4 separate regions of the Mus musculus genome follow, and regions 2, 3 and 4 are each linked to region 1. The links are chromatin contacts, called in public promoter capture Hi-C maps. All regions are on one chromosome and are shown on one strand. Each heading gives the region's core, a stretch centred on a gene start, on an enhancer-like site or on the middle of the called end of the contact. The rest is flanking DNA. Distances are from core to core; before and after follow the strand shown. Region 1 holds the start of Abcb4 (ATP-binding cassette, sub-family B (MDR/TAP), member 4). Region 2 has its middle 34 kb from the start of Slc25a40. Region 3 overlaps Rundc3b (RUN domain containing 3B). Region 4 overlaps Rundc3b (RUN domain containing 3B).

What was found. Promoter capture Hi-C pulls out the DNA fragments that hold promoters and counts their contacts.
Region 2: a promoter capture Hi-C map of the C10 cell line shows a contact between it and region 1. The contact joins the enhancer-like site here to the promoter of Abcb4 in region 1. A contact is called at or near these places in 10 of 39 promoter capture datasets (the C10 cell line, the HPC-7 cell line, cranial neural crest and 4 more), 1 of 15 datasets of contacts at CTCF or cohesin (the NIH/3T3 cell line), 1 of 115 datasets of contacts at active chromatin or transcription factors (large pre-B cells) and 1 of 9 other capture datasets (adipose tissue).
Region 3: a promoter capture Hi-C map of embryonic stem cells shows a contact between it and region 1, with 6 times the contacts expected there. The contact joins the enhancer-like site here to the promoter of Abcb4 in region 1. A contact is called at or near these places in 17 of 39 promoter capture datasets (the 3T3-L1 cell line, the C10 cell line, the HPC-7 cell line and 10 more), 3 of 15 datasets of contacts at CTCF or cohesin (the NIH/3T3 cell line, large pre-B cells and pro-B cells), 5 of 484 Hi-C or Micro-C datasets (the C2C12 cell line, CD4 T cells, cerebral cortex and 1 more), 4 of 115 datasets of contacts at active chromatin or transcription factors (bone marrow-derived macrophages, embryonic forebrain, embryonic stem cells and 1 more) and 3 of 9 other capture datasets (adipose tissue, embryonic stem cells and liver).
Region 4: a promoter capture Hi-C map of neural stem cells shows a contact between it and region 1. The contact joins the enhancer-like site here to the promoter of Abcb4 in region 1. A contact is called at or near these places in 10 of 39 promoter capture datasets (the 3T3-L1 cell line, 3T3-L1-derived adipocytes, the C10 cell line and 5 more), 2 of 115 datasets of contacts at active chromatin or transcription factors (large pre-B cells and stem cell-derived neural progenitor cells) and 1 of 9 other capture datasets (adipose tissue).

What each region holds. Positions count from the first base shown.
Region 1 is chr5:8,890,987-8,895,677 of GRCm38.p6, reverse strand. Abcb4 (ATP-binding cassette, sub-family B (MDR/TAP), member 4) reads right to left here and starts at 1,957. Exons shown (of 28, transcript NM_008830.2): 1 at 1,771-1,957; 2 at 1,514-1,590. The coding sequence starts at 1,584.
Region 2 is chr5:8,454,852-8,459,542 of GRCm38.p6, reverse strand. No RefSeq gene overlaps it. Among named protein-coding and RNA genes, the nearest start is that of Slc25a40, 34 kb to the right of the region's middle. Within about 2 kb of position 2,087, at least 42 of the 459 cell types and tissues checked have an H3K27ac peak or open chromatin away from gene starts, as enhancers often do.
Region 3 is chr5:8,486,042-8,490,732 of GRCm38.p6, reverse strand. Rundc3b (RUN domain containing 3B) reads left to right here. Exons shown (of 11, transcript NM_001347311.1): 11 at 1-397. Among named protein-coding and RNA genes, the nearest start is that of Slc25a40, 66 kb to the right of the region's middle. Within about 2 kb of position 1,867, at least 35 of the 459 cell types and tissues checked have an H3K27ac peak or open chromatin away from gene starts, as enhancers often do. A contact at or near this core is called in embryonic forebrain, embryonic stem cells and neural stem cells, where this site is marked.
Region 4 is chr5:8,509,773-8,514,463 of GRCm38.p6, reverse strand. It overlaps Rundc3b (RUN domain containing 3B), which reads left to right. Exons shown (of 11, transcript NM_001347311.1): 9 at 2,057-2,203. Among named protein-coding and RNA genes, the nearest start is that of Abcb1a, 55 kb to the left of the region's middle. Within about 2 kb of position 2,138, at least 2 of the 459 cell types and tissues checked have an H3K27ac peak or open chromatin away from gene starts, as enhancers often do. A contact at or near this core is called in neural stem cells, where this site is marked.

The DNA.
Region 1 (4,691 bases), core at 708-3,207:
TTCTTCACACTTGGTACCTTTCAACAGATGGACATTTGCCACTGAATATATACAAGAGAATGTGCCACAGGCTATGCAGCATATCTAGAACAGGTATATTAGCCCTCCTCAGTTTGTTGTGCCTAACAGAAGTGGGCTTAGCTTTCCTTGAAGGTACCGCCCTTGGTATTATTATATAAAAATTAGTCCCATATTTCATTTTGTAATCTTACAATATCAAGCTAGTTCTAACTTTGTGTATTTCGGTTTTGAGGTGTTTCCTTCTTCCTAACCACATGCTGTGAGCTTCTTCTGAGAGCTTCCTGGGCCCTGAGTGTTACTACACCTTTTCCAGGGACTGCTCCTTCTAATACTAGTCAGTGTGCTCAGCCAGTATAATACATAAATAGCCGTCTTCGTGAAAATGCCATCTATTAATAGAGTCACAGTCATCCCCAGCCTAAATTGCCAGATGACAAAACCACATTTTTCTATTAGAAGTAACACCATCCATACATTTGGGGTTTGTTTGTTTGTTTGTTTGTTTTTGTTTTTGCTTTTTTATGACTCGATATGGACAAACCTAAATTTTCTGTGAATAAATGTCACGATTCTAAGAATGAGTAGGGCGATGCCACGGTCCAAAGCAATTAACAGAAGCAATGCTTCAGTTTAAGATTCAGATAGGCATATTTGTCAGTTGGCTAATCAGGCCCCTTGCAGCTTGAGAACCAACTACAGAAGCTGATAAATTTTCTCCCTCTAGAAGACAACTTCATGACACATGTCAGTTTGTTCCGGGTGGCCTAGCATGAACTCAGAGACTGTAATAGCCTCATAAACTATTTGAAGCTGAGGGTAAAAATGATTCACTGTCCCCACAGCGAAAGAGGAAACACGCACACACTTGCCTAGGCCCTTCTGCCTGACAGAAAGCCGTATGTGTGCTTCACTGTGGCTGGGGGAGAACGAGAGTCAGGGAGAAAGACAGACCCACTGGCAGGGGAAGCGTCGAGGTTCACCCTCTTGCAACTGGGGGAAAAAAACTGATTTCGAAGCAGAAGTTAGTGAAGAATGAGGTTGTTCTCCATGTCACCCCCTAGAGAGGAGAAATAGGGCAAACAGTCTACAGATGGGAGAAGGGGAAGACGAGGCAAAGAAGAGAAACACAGGAAGAGGGGGGCCTTGCTTCGCTACCCTTGTTCAGAAGTACAGCCATCAATAGCAGGTGTCTGAAGTTCTACCAACTCGAGTAGCCAGATGATGGCTAAAAAGAGTGAAACGTTTACTTTATAAAAATACAGTGAATGTTACACAACGCCAATATTCATCAAATCACCCGTGTCCAGGGGAGGGGGGCGCTTTTGAAGACAGCCTCTTCTCTCTGAACCTGTTCCAAAAGGAGCCTGGGAGACAGTCCTCAAGAACACTTAAAGACTTCATCCCAAAGGCCGGAGGCATCAACCGGTTCTCACAACTTCTTTTCAGGACTCCGCTATAACGGAAAAGCCAGTGACTCTGCGGTCCTGTATACCTGATGCTGCCTAGTTCAAAGTCGCCGTCCAGGCGCCGTGCTGTTCCGTTTCTCGCTGCCTCAAGATCCATCTCAGCCTGGGGAGAAACCACAGCCTCAGGTCCAAGTGCACCCGGCTCAGCTGCCTGGAGAGGGGGACCTCCAGGCTCCGCGCAGAGCCGGCGCAGAGCCGGGGGCACTGGTGGCAGCCGCTCCCCGGCAGGTCCCACCGCAACTGCCTTCCCTCGGTCCCTTTCTCCCGCCGCGTCCTCCCTCACCTGAACTTCACGCGCGTGTTGGCCGCAGCGGGTGGCGCGCAGACCTGGACTTTGCTCGCCGCGGCTCGTCCCCGCCTCCCACACGCACCCGGCGCCGGCGACGCCTCCCGCTGCGGCGGGGGCGAGGGCCCGGGCCCGCAGGAGAGCTCCCGCAAGCCCCGCAGGCTCTGCAGGCCCCAGCGCCACCAGCGTGTCGCCCTCGCCGCCAGGGGCGCGCGTCTCCGCGGCCGCCCACCCGGGCGAGCTGCCAGCAGCCCGCAACGCAGCACCAGCTGCAGCCGATAAGCCTGCTCGATGCCTCCTCTGGCAGGCTACGGGCCCCTAAAAGTGACTGCCACACCTCCCCCATGCTGAGTTTTCTTTTAGAACACACTGGGGAAGTAATTTCCACCAGTTCAACAACCAGGCGCTCTGAGATCCCAATAGGAAGTTAAGTAGCGAGGTCGCCACTTATGCATCCTCGGCTCGAGTCTATATGGCACCAAATTGCAACTAACACCCCAGATGCTGAAGATTAAGCAGGTCCAGCCCAGAATCGTCAGCTTAAACTCCTTGGAGATGAGGAATATCGCTGGTGTCCCACACGGGGGAGGGCACATAGAGACACAGAACTTGGGGGCTGAAAAGGATTCCCCTATTAAAAGCACACACTTAAAAAATATTATTCATTTTACATCCTGATCTCTGCCCCCTCTCTCGGTACCCGCCTCACACAGTCTCTTCCCCAATCCCCCTTACCCTGTCTTGTCAAGTCTCTGCAGGAATAGGTGAATCCTCTCCCACTGAGACCAGACAAGGCAGCTAGCTTCCAAGCTTCACAATTTGAATTTGATCTCTGCTACAGACATAGTGGAAGGAGACAATGGTCTCTCAAATTGTTCTCTGATTTTCATACATGCATCATGGAACATGTGCACTCCTATACATCAAACCACGTGCAGAAAATAAATAAAATGAGAGAAAAAAGCACGTACTTTTGGTTTGGTTTTCACAAAAGTGAAGACATCGGTGTTCAGAGAAGCTAAGTAACATCTCCATTCCCAACGCTGCATCTTTCAGACTGGCACCGATGCAAAGCCTATTGACTGTGGCTGTTCTGATTTCCTACTCTAATCCCTCCATGCCAAATCGTCTTACTCTTAGGGCCTATGTGAATATGGCTTCCTTGTGAGTTCTCATCGATTTCTCCACTCTTCCCAAAACGAAGGCGCTAAATCAGATAATAAAGCGACACCTTCTGAGCTTCAAGCAAGCAAGTTTCATACTTAAGAGCTTCACAGGTCAGTGTGTGGCTGTGGGCACTGCTTATTTCTCTGGGCTTCAGTTTCTTAAGAGTCTGTCTTCCTTATTAGGTTACTGTGAAAGTACTTAGTGTTGCTTTTAAAACATAGCACCTGTATAATATGTGGCTTGCTTTTCTCCTAGTCCAGTGGCTGAATTTGCGGCTGAGCCTTGTTCTGTGTGGCATTTGCACAATAGCTGTCTAACTGCTTTCCAGACAACCTTAAAGTATGAAGAGTAGAAGAGTTGTCACACAGACCCTGAAGGCAGCTCTGCTCTGCCGTTTACCGGTGCTCTGGCTTTGGATGGGTTATTTAAATCTCAATTCAGTCTCAACATCCATTAAAATAGGGGATCTAGTAAGGTTGGAAACAATGAGTATAAAGTGTCCTCCACACTTACTAAATGACAACTACTGTCATGGTTAAAAGCTTAGAAGAGATGGGCGGGAGAGTAGGGAAGAGCGTGCAGATACATCCAGCTGAGTGTCCTGGGCATCTCCATCTGGCTCTTCACATAGGGGGAGCTGATTGCAACTATGAGATAGACATGAATGTAGTTACATATTTGGGCTCAATTTCCAGTCTACCCCAACCACAAGAAGTTGTCTTGATGGAACAGAAGGCCTTTCCTTCACCAGTTTACCAGGTGTTCAGATTATTATTGTATGGTATCCCGAGGCTAAAGCAACTACGGAGGTGAAAGCAGTTAGAATTGCTAAGTTCAAGAGGGGAGTTTTAGGTAACTGGGGGACATTACAGAATTCAGTAGTGTCTAAGGGATGACATATGCCTGCCAATCTCTAATATAAGACAGCCTGAGGGAGTGGAATCAAGACTCATGAAGGAATGAGAAGAGTCTGAATTAAACATAAATGAACAAAAACCTGGAAGGAGTGAAGTGGGTTACTTTTTCTGACTGTCTGATCCAACCCACAAGGTTGTCCTTGCAAGAGGTTCTCTGCATGAGCACAAAAGTTAGAGGTAGGCCCACAGTGTCTACAGGGAAGGAGAGGTCACATCTCCATAGCTACACTTATATATTTGCCCAAGATGAAAAGCTGTACCATCTAAAATCCCAGTAGCACTATTATAGAAAAAAATTAAAACTATTTAAAATATACCTTGAAGAGTCCTTTTTATTCCATTTTGTCTCCACTCAGAAACTAGGCCATAAACAATTTGCTATCAATCCTGCAGCTGATCTGCCTGTCTGAGTTTCTCTGAGGCTAGAAGCTGCAGTTTAGTACCTCATAGTAAAAACTGTGGGAGGCTAGGTAAAGAAGCCTTTTGTTCTATCTCTGCAAGAGACTCTCAGCTTTGAGTTAAAGTCTAGGGAAGAAAACTGGAGGGAGACCTGTCTCTGCTCTCAGCACTGTACAACAACTTAAGAGATTGTATTCACCACAGGGCCCCCAATGAAGGAGCTAGAGAAAGTACCCAAGGAGCTAAAGGGATCTGCAACCCTATAGGAGGAGGAACAATATGAACTAACCAGTACCCCCCACCCCCAAGCTTGTGTCTCTAGTTGCATATGTAGGAGAGAATGGCATAGTTGGCCATCAATAGGAGGAAAAGCCTTGGTCTTATGAAGATCATATGCCCCAGTACAGGGGAATTCCAGGGCCAGGAAGCAGGAGT
Region 2 (4,691 bases), core at 838-3,337, 440 kb after region 1:
ACTAAGCCAGTCAATATTCCAGAGGGAATAAGGGAAGGGGTCATGAAGTCTAACACCTAGAGGAGGAACTCTTGCCAACAGATGGCTTCTGGGAGGGATCAGTTTTCTTTAGGAATGTGGCCAATGAGAAGCTACCTACCCATGCTCCAGTAGATAGTCCCACACAGAGATAGCACTAAGTGGACTGACTCAGGGTTTGCTGTATCTTGCTTATTGTAAATCTGAACTTGACATGTTAGAGTTATTTACTAAGAGACACCCTGAATTGGGAAAATGCCTCCATAAGATCTGCCTACAGGAAATGAGTAAGAGCAGATTTAAACTAGTAAATTTGCCTGTAGGAAAGTACCCAGCCCATTGTGGGTAATGTAAATCCTCAACAGGTGGTCCTGGGTGTACACATGAGAAAGTAGTCTGAGGATGCCAGTGCAGACCAAGCCAGAAAGCAGCATTCCTCCATGGCCCCTACATTAGCTCCTGTCTCCAGGTTCTTGCTTGATTTGAGTTCCTGCCCTGACCTTCTTCTACTGGATTATTACTTGGAAGTGTAAGATGAAATAAACCCTTTCCTAAAGTAAAATGGGAGTTTAAATCAAAGAACACATAAGGTTAAGAGGGGAAAAAATAGTGGGTGTATAAAGAAGGAAATGGGGGAAAACTAATAATAACACATCATACGCAGCTATGAAATTCTCAAACAAAAAACAACGAAATTTAACTTTTATTTTAAAATACAAACCATTGTGCTCCTCTGAAGATACCACAGTCTCAAGGCCTCCAGATGATCCACTGCATACAGGGCAAATAATATCAAAGTCTCAAGGCTTACAGGAGGTCCTCTGCAGGCAAGGCAACTGGGCAATAGACCCCACAGTCTGAAGGCCTCCGAGGAGAACAGTGATAAGCAGATCAAGAGCTTGACTGCTCCTGTGAAGACAAAACAGACTGAAGGCCTCACAGGAGATCTGCTGGAGCCAGGGCCACAGGCCTACCAGGAGACTGGCAGCAATCCAGGGACACAAGAGGCAGGCACCAAACAGAGACACCCAGTCCAGCTAATACCAGAGATAACCAGATGGTGAGAGGCAAATACAAGACCATAAGCAACACTATGCTCAGAGTAAAAGGCTGGGAAAAGGTCTTCCAAGCAAACGGTTCCAAGAAACAAGCTAGAGTTGCCATCCTAATATCCAATAAAATAGACTTTCAACTAAAAGTTATCAGTGAGATGAGGAAGGACATTTCATATTCATCAAAGTAAAAAATCCACCAAGAGAAAGTCTCAATTCTGAACATCTATGCCACAAATGCAAGGGCATCCACATTCATAAAAGAAACTTTAGTACAGCTCAAAGCACATGTTGCACCCCACACAATAATAGTGGGAGACTTCAACACCCCAACCTCATCAATGGACAGATCATGGAAACAGAAACTAAACAGAGGCACAGTGAAACTAATAGAGGTTATGAACCAAATGGATTTAACAGACATTTACAGAACATTTCACCCTAAAACAAAACAATATACCTCTTCTCAGCACCTCATGGTACCTTCTCCAAAACTGACCATATGATTGGGCACAAAACAGGCCTCAACCAATACAAGAAGACTGAAATAATCCCATGCATCCTATCAGACGATTACGAATTAAAGCTGGTCTTCAGTAAGAACCAAAACTACAGTAAGCCCACATACCCATGGAAACTGAACAACTCAAGTTGGTGATGCTTACCTCTGTAATTCCTGACCTCTTTCCTAGGTTTCCCATTTCCAGGGTTGTCTCCATTTGTGTTTTCTTTATTGTTTCCACTTCCACTTTTAGGTTTTGACTGCTTTATTCAATTCCTTCATCTGTTTGATTGTGTTTTCCTGTATTTCTTCCTTCCGTGGGGCCTTCCAACTGTGGGGTCTTAAGAGGGGTAGAGGAGCTAAGTATCCGTTGCCCTGGCTGCAGTAGATCTCCTGTGAGGCCTTTAGACTCTTTGGTTTTCAGAGGAGCAGTCAACTTGTTGCCCTGTGTGCAGATGTTCTCCAGGGAGGCCTATGGACTGTGGTTTCTGTTCCCCTGTGTACAGAACTCCAGGGAGGCTTTCAGACTGTTGGGTTACTTGCCCCAGTTGTCAGAACTGATTCTATCCTGTGTGGAACCTGGGGCTTGAACACAGGTTGTTATGCTTGGTGGCAAACATCTTTACCTATTGAGCTATCTTTCCAGATTTAAAATGTCTTAATAAATGTTGACAGATTAACAAATAAAAGCAACAGTCTCTAATTCTAAAATGGGAATTTTAGAATTCTAATTCTAATTTTGGAAAAATGTAAAAGTAATACAGTGAATAAAATTTTCATGTGTCCCTAAATTTATGCCCAAGAAAAGTAGAGAAAAAAAAATCATGTGTCATATGCAAGAACATTTTTGGGGAAAATTGAATTTTACTCCATTTTGTAAAAAGCCAGATATGTATTAGGTTAATGTGTATGTGGTTAAAGGTTTTAATACATTTCTTTAAAAACAGTATTTCAGTAATAAATTATGAGAACTTAACTTTTCTTTAACATTAAACCTTAAGTTTGTATCCTTTATAATAATCATCACTAGGATTGTCATTTTGCCCAAATCCCTAGAAAGAAGCAACTTGAGAGAAGTGTCCATTGTGGCTTATCCCCAGGAATGTAGCTTATCGTGGTGGCAGCAAGAGTGTGAAGCAGGCTGGTTACACTGCACTGCCAACCTAGAGAAAGAGTGCCAACCTGAAGCCCCACCCACAGTGACTCACTGTCTCCATCAAGGCTCTAGCTACTAAAGAACCCACAACTTCTAAAACAAGGCTACCAACTGTGGACTGAGTGTTTAAACATAGGCACGTATGAGGAACGTCTCACATTCAGGCAACAACCAACCACATGACAAAGAACGTGCATATACACTCTGCAAATCCCACGTGAATGCACCAAAAACCTAACAAGCATACAGGGTCAAAAGCTTAGTTTGTTACTATAATGTGATATCTGAGGATAGCCATTCAAGCCAACAATGGTTACATTAATTTAGAAGAGAAAAGTTTTGGAGAAAATTTAAAGAGTAATATTTATTTCAGAAACTAAATGTATTCAAATACTACTATAAAACAAAGTTATTTTCCAAATATTAATGCTAATGAGTTAAAAGTAGGGAAAATGTCATTTTTTAAAACAATTTCTTGTGTATGGGTGTTTTGCCTACACTCTTATGTATATAGACACGTATGTATATATACTACGTGTATGTAGTGCCTGTGGAAGCCCACTGGAACTGAAGCTACAGATAGTTGTGAAGTACCATGTGGTTGCTGGGAAAGGAACTCAGGTTCTCTGGAAGAGCAGTCAATGCTTGTAAGCTGAGCCAGATTTCCAGTCCCAATTTACACTTCTTATCCAGCTGCATGGCTTGCAATGTGTCACTAACAAAAATGTAGTTAACTTATTTTTGTCCTAATCACTTTTTTTTGGCAAGAATAGGGGACCTTTTCCCATATTAACAATAATACTATTTCAAATATGTTTCTATGCTCTGTTCCCTGCTCTTTTCTAACAATAAAAAAGAAATATAACAACTTAAGGGAAAGGTTAAGTTTAATAATGAACTTTCATGTATGTATTTCATAGCATTTTATAGTGATTGTATATGAAAGCCAGTGGTACTTCTAAGCAAGCACAACATATTTTAATTAAAAAAAAAAAAAGGAAAGGAAATCACTTTTGTGGTTTCTCTCTTCCTGTCAACTGTAATGCTAAGTGAAGGCCCCAAAGTAATTCTGATTGGAGAATAAAGATGCCAACAGCCAATAGCTGGGCAGAAGAGACACAGGTGGGCTTAGAGAGACCACAAGGAGAGAGCAGGAAGAAGGCACCAGGAATACAGGAAGAAGTATTGTGTGAAATGTTAAATGGTAATCCACACTATCACTGGCAAGGCACAGGAGGCCAGGCCAGGCCAGCCAGAGTTCTCCCACTAGGATGCTAAGTTCCCATGGTGGGATGTTGCCACCCATGGCCCACACTTCCCAATTCCCGTTGCTGGCTGGGGTGCCCTGTCGTCGTACTTTTCTCTGGATCCCAGTTGAGACTCCACTTGAAGAAAAACCACACAATCTTAGCTTAGGATCAACGGGTAACACAATGCTGGGCACAGAAACTATCTTCATAATTTTGTAAGCTACTTTAAGTTATATAAATTAAGTTATATATATTCTAACCTGATGTGTGTGTTTGTGTGTTCTGGGTACCTACATTGTGCCTCCAAGCTCTCTCTGGTCTAAAAGGAAGTCTTCTTTCTTCCTCTCCCCAACTGGGAAGTTCCACCTACTCCTCACCCAGTGATTGGCCCCTTGAAATCTTTATTCATTAGGGGAAGGTTCTGCCACAAAGAACATGCAGGATGGAGGCGAGCCACCATGGGCTAAGGGCCAAGAGAACATGGCCCAGAGGGCTGCCCCACTGGAGTTAGGAGTAACCCAGGGGGAACATAGTAAACAGTATGTGATAACTCAGGGTTATCAATAGGAAAGTAGATTCTAACAGCATGGAGGGTAGGCAGCTGCCCAGCTACTGTGCAGCTGTTATATGCCTAAGGCATATTAAAAGAATAAAGATTATGTGCATCTTTCATTGTATTTCATCTGACAACATAAACTGTCTAAGACAGAAAA
Region 3 (4,691 bases), core at 618-3,117, 400 kb after region 1:
ATACATTTTTATAAAGTAGAAGGGAATACAAGATTCCCCAGTTGGTACACTTTTTCAGATCTGTCCGATAGAAGCACTAGTTTGTGACATATCCCTGCTGCGAACTGCGGACTGAGACATGACACCTGAGGATCATGGCTTTCCCTCCATTATTGGAGCTCTTGATATAAAGTTCATCTGCTACTGTGGAACCCAAGTTTCTGCAGTTGGTTTCGAGCTACAGGCAGTTTGTAACGCTTGCATGAGTGAACAGTGTCTCAGTCTTTAATTTTCAGTGGTACTGTTTATTTTTCAGAACTCCACAAAGAATGCTGGCTATGTCTATCTTTCCATCTGTATTTTGTTGCCTCGATGTACTATATTTGTTGCATGTATATTAAAGATTTTTTTAACCATACAGTACTGGTCTTTTTCCTTGACAAATATAGTTACCTGGTTCAAGTGTTTACTGAACTTCCATTTCAGCACATAGAATAAATATTGAGGACTAATTAAATCCAACACACTAATGGATATGATTGGAGAAAACCCTTCTGTTGAGATTGAATATTATACATACTTTTAAAATATTCCTTATATAGCACATGACATTTTGAGAGTTACTGACTACATATAGGACAATGGTCCCAAGTAACTGAGAGAAGTTGAAAAATTCCTATCCCTTAGTGACATCACAACTCTCTAATATAAAACTGACAGAAATTCTGATATATTCTGAATTTCTTATAATTCAAGAACCAAAGAGTAGAGGGAAAGATAAAGTCCAGTCAACTCGTAGTTTACAGGCAAAACCCGGACACGGTTATAGTCATGGCCTGGAAATATGTTAACATGTTGCCATCATGTGGCCATATGATGTAATTAAAATTTGTAGTAAAGAATATAAGGCACTGAGTATAAAACAGATGTCTCCTATATTCCTTTATTCATTTTTTTGAACCTCTCCAGGAGCACCAGGACTGATGTATAACGGACTTGGGGATTCTTTCCAAAGAGTCCTTCTCATCACAGTATGTATCAGTCTACATATCTATATACATGATATGTAGCGAACAGTGTATTTCCTGGCTTCCCCCACTGTGTGTTGTAACATAGATACAGGCACGGCAGAGAGTAGCTGATTTTTTTTTTTTTTATTAAACTCAGCCTAAACTGTGTATAAGCCCTTTTCCTGTTAACAAGGCAGTGGCCCTCAGAGTCTGGTGACATGTTTCAGCAATCTGGCAAAGTGTTCTATCTGCAGTAAGAATTGCAAATCAAATTATGTTTTCACATTCAATTTGCAAGTGTTTTCTGCAGATTTTTTTGATTTATGTTCATTAAGGAGACTGGACTATAGTTTCCTTTTTTATTATGTCTTCATGCAGTTTTGGTATCAGGTTGATTATGGTTTCATAAAATGAGTTTAGTAGTGCTCTTTGTTCTTTCTGACAAGATAAAGGCAACCAGAGACAATAAAACATTTAAATATATTAGATCTACCCCAAATGAAAAAATTCTTATTGTGGAAGCTGTATTCTGTAGCCATGAACCCCACAGTACACCCTTTTGTTCTTATTGTGGAAGCTATATTGTGTAGCTGAGTATCCCACAGTACACCCTTTTGTTCTTATTGTGGAAGCTGTATTGTGTAGCTGTGTACCCCACAGTACACCCTTTTGTTCTTATTGTGGAAGCTGTATTGTGTAGCTGTATACCCCACAGTACACCCTTTTGTTCTTATTGTGGAAGCTGTATTGTGTAGCTGTGTATCCCACAGTACACCCTTTTGTTCTTATTGTGGAAGCTGTATTGTGCAGCTGTGTATCCCACAGTACACCCTTTTGTCTCAGCAGCTTTACTTGCAAATGCTTTCTGCAGTGCATCTATTGGTCTGGTTCCAGAACTCTGGCTTCTGTTATACTATCAATACTGGAGCCTCCCTGGGACTCCTCTGGGATATCCTGTCACTGCCCTGTGTCATGGAGATCCTGTAGTTTTGGATTGCAGGACTGGCCCTTTCGCACTCTTCGACAGTTCATAGATGGGGTAGATGTTGGGGAGGGTCAATGTTAAAGTCCTGGATTTGGGCCTGGCTTGTAGCTGAGCTGGTCAGTACACCAGCTCCCCCATACTGAAACCACCATGGGAGAGCTCTCTGGCAGAACACTGACTAGCCCACCCAATGCTGCAGCCAGCAAGAGGCAGAGCCAGCTCTTCTACTCTCATGCCCTCGTGCCGATTCATCCCAACCCAGCAGGGCCAGCTCTGCTGTCCAGTTGAGGTGTGGGCTGCTCTCCCAAGTACTACACCCAGCAAGGGGCTGTGCCAACTCTCTTGTTCTCATGCTTTGGGACTGGCTTACATGTGACCCCTTGCAACCAAGGACAGCTCTACTGTGCTGACCAGGAGGGCCTGCTGAGTACTGCTCGGAGACAGCTCTCCTGCTCTCATGACCTTGGGGGCCAGCTCTCCCATCTTCCATAGGTGGTGAGGTGGGGGAGGGCATCTCTCCCTTGCCACAGCACCACACATTAGACAAGTGGCCAGGCCAGCTCTCCCACACTTACACCCCAGGACCAGCTCACTCACAACCCCCCAGCAACCAGGGCCAGCTTTGCTCTGCTCCCTGGGTGAGATGTGGGGCCCCTTCTCCTGAGTACTGCAGTTGGAGACTATGGACATCCGCCTGGCCTTTGGTGGGAATAGACCCCTGCTGTTGCAGGTCCATGAACTTAGACATGGCCCTGGCTGGCAGCATGGGCCAGGACCCCACCATAACCCCAGGTGGCATCACCAGCCACCCTCATCAGGCTGTTCTTCACACTCTCAGCAGTTCTACCTCCCTTCACTGTACAAACATCCCTCTCCCTCTCTGTCTCTCCACCACTACTTGCTCATCATCATAATGATGCCTGGGGCCTCTGTGTTTCTGGTGTCATCTCAGGAGTGTTATGTCCCACCCATTCACTGGACATGGATTGCCTAAGGCATGGACTACCCAGCCAGGCCTGCATGACACTGGCTGGGGGGTCTTCTCTGGTGTGGTCTGTCTGACTGGGTAGCATGGTACCTGACTGGCTCAACTTGCTTTTTATAGGTGTTCTGCATCTTGGTGTCCAGAGACAGGGTCCAGATTTTATTCCTGAGTCTTAGGCCTAGTGTTTTCTTTCACTGCGTTATTCAGTGCTTAAAGTTTCACAAAAGACAACTAACTAATGTCATTAAGTATTTTCTAAGTTCTGATGTCTTTGTAGTGTATTTGTACAAGACAAAGCTGAATTTGCCTGCTTTTTTTTTAATCCAGATGTTTTTATTACTGCATCAGCTCTATTAATTCTTATCTGTTTATCTCATTTGGATTAATTTTTGTAGGTCATATACATCTAAACATTCATCCATTTATTTTAGATCTTTCCAATTTAACAGAATATATTTTTAAGATCACTCCTAGTAATTCTTTTGAATTTCATTTGTATCTATCATAATGGCTCTCTTTTTCTCTAGTTTTATTATTCTGGGTCTGAAAATACTTTGGCAAATTTAGTCTTACTTAATTGATCAAATGACCTTGTAATTTTTATAATTTTTCATTTCTATTTCATCTATTTCTGCCCTGTTTTAATTATTTCTTTCAAACTGATTTTGAGTTTGGTCTTTCTGGTTTTTCCAGGTCCCTCAGGTTTGTCATTAAGATTTTGTTGTTGTGTTTTTATTTTCTTTTATTTCTGTAAATTGCTGATCTCTTTTTTTGATCTCTGCATTGACTGACCAATCTATCATTCAGTGGTGTTGTTCAGTCTCCCTGAGTTTGTGACTATTCTGTAGTTCCTCTTGCTATTAATCTGCAGTTCTAGTCAATTGTGGTCAGATAAAATACAGGAGCTTTTCCAGTTTCCCTCTATTTGTTAAGAGTGTGTACTCTGTCCTAATATATTATCTATTTTAGATAAAGTTGCGTGGGCTACTGAAAAAAATATGAACTCTTGAGTGTTCAAGTAGAATATTAAATAGATGTCTCTTAAATCTATGATATATGATCTCATTTAATTTATATGTTCTGTTTACCTTTTGCCTGCATGATCTATCAATTAATTAGAATGGGCTATCACAATCTCCCACCATTATGCTGCTGACTATACCATTGCTGGTGTCTTGTTTTATGACATCAGAGGCACCCACACTTGCTATGTAGATGTTTAGAATTGTAATGTCTTCTTGGTGGATTGTTCACTTAGTCATTACAAAGTGGCCTTCTTTATCTCTTCCAACTAGTTTTGGTTTCAAGTCTATTTTATCAGATATGAAAACTCCTTTATTCCTAGATCTATTTGCCTGGAATCCATTCTCTACTCTGTCCTCTAAAGTATTATCTGCTTTATCTGTCTTTTATGATCAAGTAAGGTTCATGAACACACACAAGGATGAGGCCTGTATTTTAATACACTAGTTTAGACTGTGTCTTTTCAGTGGGTGAATTGAGACCATTAATTTGTTTGTTTGTTTTAAGATAAGGTTTTTCTGTGTATCCCTGCCTATTCTGGAACTTGCTCTGTTGACCAAGCTGGTCTCGAACTCAGAGATCCACCTGCCTCTGCCTTTTAAGTGCTGGGATTAAAGGCGTGCGCCACCACTGCCCATCTGAGATCATTAATATAGAGTGATTGTTGAGTGATGCATATTTATGTCCTGTCATCTTGTTGATTTTGTAG
Region 4 (4,691 bases), core at 889-3,388, 380 kb after region 1:
AAGAAAGAAAGAAAGAAAGAAAGAAAGAAAGAAAGAAAGAAAGAAAGAAGAAAGAAAGGTAGGTGTGCTGGTACCCATTCTTAGCAGAGTCTGCTAGTGCAAGTTATTCACAGATGCACAGTTGTAGTTCTCAAACCCTGATGGGAATGTTGCCTGACATCTCCTCATAGCTTTGAAGCTGAGTTTTCCATTGATATACATTATAAACCTCCTAGGGAGGGAATATGTAATATAGAAAAATTTACTATGAAAACCCAAAATAATGGCAGTGTATTGTATTGTGGTAGATTATCATGCTGATAATCCTTATTTCTTCTTTTTCTAACAATCTTAGATTTTCTGTAAAGTTTTGTTTTCAATAAGTAAACAATGTTAAGACACCTTGAAAGTCTTTTAAATGAGTTTTATGTCTTTTTCCAGTGAAAGGAATTGTGTCAACTGTCCAGAAAAAAAAAAAGTATCTTAGTAAGAGTCATTCTCCCTGACTTCTTAGTATAACATTATGAGACAAAATCTAGTATGTATATTAGATGATATTTCTCTGTGTATATAGTAAAACACATAATTTAGCAGACAGTTATAAAATACAATGTAAAATCAGAACTACTCCATAGCCCACTAAGACATGTAAACACAGTTACTCTGTAGACCCACTGTTAATAGTCAGAGGCTTATGCTAGCGATTGTCTGTAGAGTAGGATTGTGCTGCCAACTACTGACCCACCCACTCCCTTCTCCTGCACCCAGAACAGGGCTGTGGGCTGAGGAGGTTAGCAATAGGTATCCATCACAAGAGCAGGGACTCCTGACATGACGACCCACAGTCTTAGTGCACAGTAAGCTCATAGGCTTCTGTTTGAGAATGCATGTTGAACAGATGGCTTATAAGGCTTTGAGAGATATAGTCCCTTTGCTTTTAAATTTTCTTTAATCAGTTCAGATGTTGAATTAGTCTTGTGACAAAAATCAGTTGCTTCATGTAAATTAAAATTTTGGCAAAATTTTAATTCTGTTGCCAGTTGTTCTTATCAACTAACATTCTTATAAGAAGAACTTGGCGAAAGATTGCCAGTTGATTATAGCATCTAGTACAGTTGATACTTGATTTAATGATTTTTATGAAACTTTATTAATAGTCATTTCTGACAAAAGCAGTTTAGTAGGTCTGGAAAGATGACTTGGCAGGTGAAGGCAGCATGGAGTGCTTTGGTAGAGGACCTGACTCTAGTTCCCGCCATCTAAGGTCCTCCAGGGGACCTGGCACCCTCCTCTGGCCTCCAAAGTATATATGTATACACACCACACACATACATACCATACACAGACACACTCACAGACATAGTTAAAATGTTTACAATTAAAAGGGAAAATAAATAGAGGAAATTTTTTAAAATAAAAATATTATTTAGCTGGGCCTGGTGGCGCACACCTTTGATCCCAGCACTCGGGAGGCAGAGGCAGGCGGATTTCTAAGTTCAAGGCCAGCCTGGTTTATAGAGTGAGTTCCAGGACAGCCAGGGCTACACAGAGAAACCCTGTCTCGAAAAACCTAAAAAAAATAAATAAATAAAAATGTATTGCATGAATTTTAAAATTTCATATATTTATAGTATTTAAATTGCTTTTTAACTGATCTTTTTACTTGAGTTAAATTATTTTCAATAATTCTTTGTTTTCAAACCAGGAGATCATAGACATGGAATCTATGTTTTAGCTAGGATGCCATTGCTTTTGGTTGAGGTTTACAGTGATGTTGGACCCTTTAGTTCTTCTACTAAAGAGTTAACACCTCATTGGAGAAGACAGGAAGTCTAATTTACAGTAGTAGTAATTGTTCCTAGCCAGCAGAGAAAGTCTAAAGAGCATGTGCTGCAGAAGATGAAGCAGCAGAGTCCCAGCCAGCTCTGGCCTGTGGTGGCTCCAGTGGTTCCACTCAGCCTAGTGACATACCCTTTGTAAGCAATTACTTTGGGGCCTACATACCAGTTAGGTTCCTCTGCCATTGAGAAAAAAAAAAGAGTAAAAACAAAAGCACTCACCATCTTAATATTCACAGGACTGTACTAAAGAATAATGATTTAAGATCAAGACAAGAGTTAACTGCCCACCTCACCAAGCAGTGGCCCTCCCCAGGAGCTCTGGATGTCAATGCTGTTGCCTTGGATACCTTGCTTTACCGAAAACACAATAAACAGTGGTATGAGTAAGTGTAATGTCTTTTTTCCAACTAATTACACATTTAGTTGTACCAAAACATGTGGCTATCCACTCTGGTATCTCAGTTATTTTTCTGATCGTCCTTAGGGCTGCTTTGATGAGGTTCCCTTAAGAAGCAGGTGTCTGAACATTTGAAGCCAAGGCACTCTGGGGAAGCAAAATACGGGAAGAATTTCTAGGTGGTAGTGTCAGACCAAAATTTCCAGTCATCCCTTAAGTGTATCTATGAACTTGTTTTCATGAGGCATCTATTTTGAAGTTTTAGCTTTAGGATATACTAGCCTAGAATTATTTTTCTAGATTTTTTTATTTAAAAAAATGCCGTATTCAATCTTTTAAAAGTATATAAAAGTTTGAAATTCTCAGTGGATTTGACTTTTGATCATTTTAATCATTCTAATTTTTAGGAGCAATAATACAGTCACTCTATCTCTGAGCCATAATTTCTTATTCCTAGTGTTCAGACTTTCATTTGAAAATCAGGTTATATTAGCATCTTTGGGGTTTTAACACTTTTTCATCTTAATCATTTGTTTCCACTGTATTTTTTTTTTTTTAGTTTAACTTCTAACTTTTCTCCCCATTATTCTTCTCTCCCAGCCCCTTTTCTTTTTTATCTCCTTTCCACCTATTTCTCCATTTTCTATTTTCTTTCTCCCTCCCTCTGACCCTTCATCTTTCCCCTCTTCCTTTATCTGTTCTTCTTTATTGTCACTGGCAAAGTCACACATTCTTGCCTGTGCTTCTTAGGGCACCCTATTACATCACCTTGTGTTTCTGTCCATCCGGCATTCATCTAGATTTTCTGCTTCTTGACTTGTTACTCAAACAGACATAGACATGTCTTACCAGAAGCACTACTTCCACCTTCTTTATGCTTATGATTTTGGGAGTTGTTGTTTATCAGTGATAGGATGCAAATTAAATTTGACCTTGCGTTATTAAAAGTAGTACTAGAGACAAGCTTTGCTTGTCTTATTGATTGTTAAAGATAAGTAGAGGTGAGAAGGCTTCTTGTGGTATAAATCAGAAAATTTTTTTCATCTATTAAATCATTTCTTAGTATGACTCGAGGTGTGGCTTTGACCATTCCATAAATTAGCATAGAGTTCCTGTATGTGTTTACACATGAATAAATGTGTTACAGTAGCTATATCCTATGTGGAGTATAAGTTTACCTTTCTGTGTCACACTTAATTGATAGAACAATATTTGTATTTCAAATTTATAATTTAAAACATAATTTATAGAAATATATTTATTATATACATTACATTTGACACATGAGAAGCTCTTAAATTTACAGTGATGAGCTGGGGATATGGGTTGGTTGATAGATTACTTTATGTTCAAATGTGAGGACCTGAGATTAGATCCTCTTTACACACAATCAGTAGGGGAACATACTTGTAATCCTAACCCTGTGGAGGCAAAGACAGGAAGATCTTGGAACCCACTAACCAGCTAGTGTTGTCCAATCCAAGAGCTCCTGTCTCAAACATCGCATGTGAACCTAGAGGTGCATACATGAAAAAAAAATACACACACACACACGCACGCACGCACACATATGTATCATGTACACATGCTCACTGTTGTGACAAGAGCAGTGGGCTGATCTCAGTCATTAAAGTGTTGAATCCCAGCATGAGGACCTGTATTTGAGCCCTAGTTCCCGTGTAAAAAGCTGGAGGTAGTGACCGGTACTTATAATCCCAGGCTTGGGGAGGCAGCGGCAGATGGATCTCTGGGTCTCACTAGCCAACCAGCCCAGCCAGATTGGTAATCCTTGGGTCCTTTAAGCACACACACACACACAACCAAAAACGCGGACAGCTCCTGTGGAATAGTATCCAAAGTTGGCCTCAGACCACCCATCAAAGTACCCATGAGTACTGAAACTCACTCACATAAACATGAACAGATACACATTGTGGCTATATTAAATCTGCAGAATCTTTCTTCACAACATCCACTTCATTGTGAAACGGTAAAAAAAAAAAAATAGGAAGTAAAATATTTTAGCCAGATGATGTATACTTTTACCTACCCACAGAGATACCTATAGAGGAGTCAATAAAGAACCCAAAGTGTGTCTGTCTTAGCCATGTACACACACACACACACACACACACACACACACACACACAAACCCAAAAATGTGGACAGCTAGTGATAAATAAAAAATTAAGAACCATAAGTGGAATATCTATTGCTATTTTACATCTGCATGTATAATGTTACAAAGCAACATTGCAGCACTCCAAGTGATTGCAGTCTTAAAGGCAACGGAACAGCCTTGTTCCCCTGCTCAGCATGAGTTTAAAGTTGTGCTTCTTGATTCACACACATCAGCTGAGAAAGGAAAATATCTTTTTCTAGAATTATCTCATTCACCTGCTTGTCCTCATATGTTCTTGCTATTTTTAGATGAGCCTGCTATCCCTGAGCAAAGCCTGTCTAGGTGTGGTTTA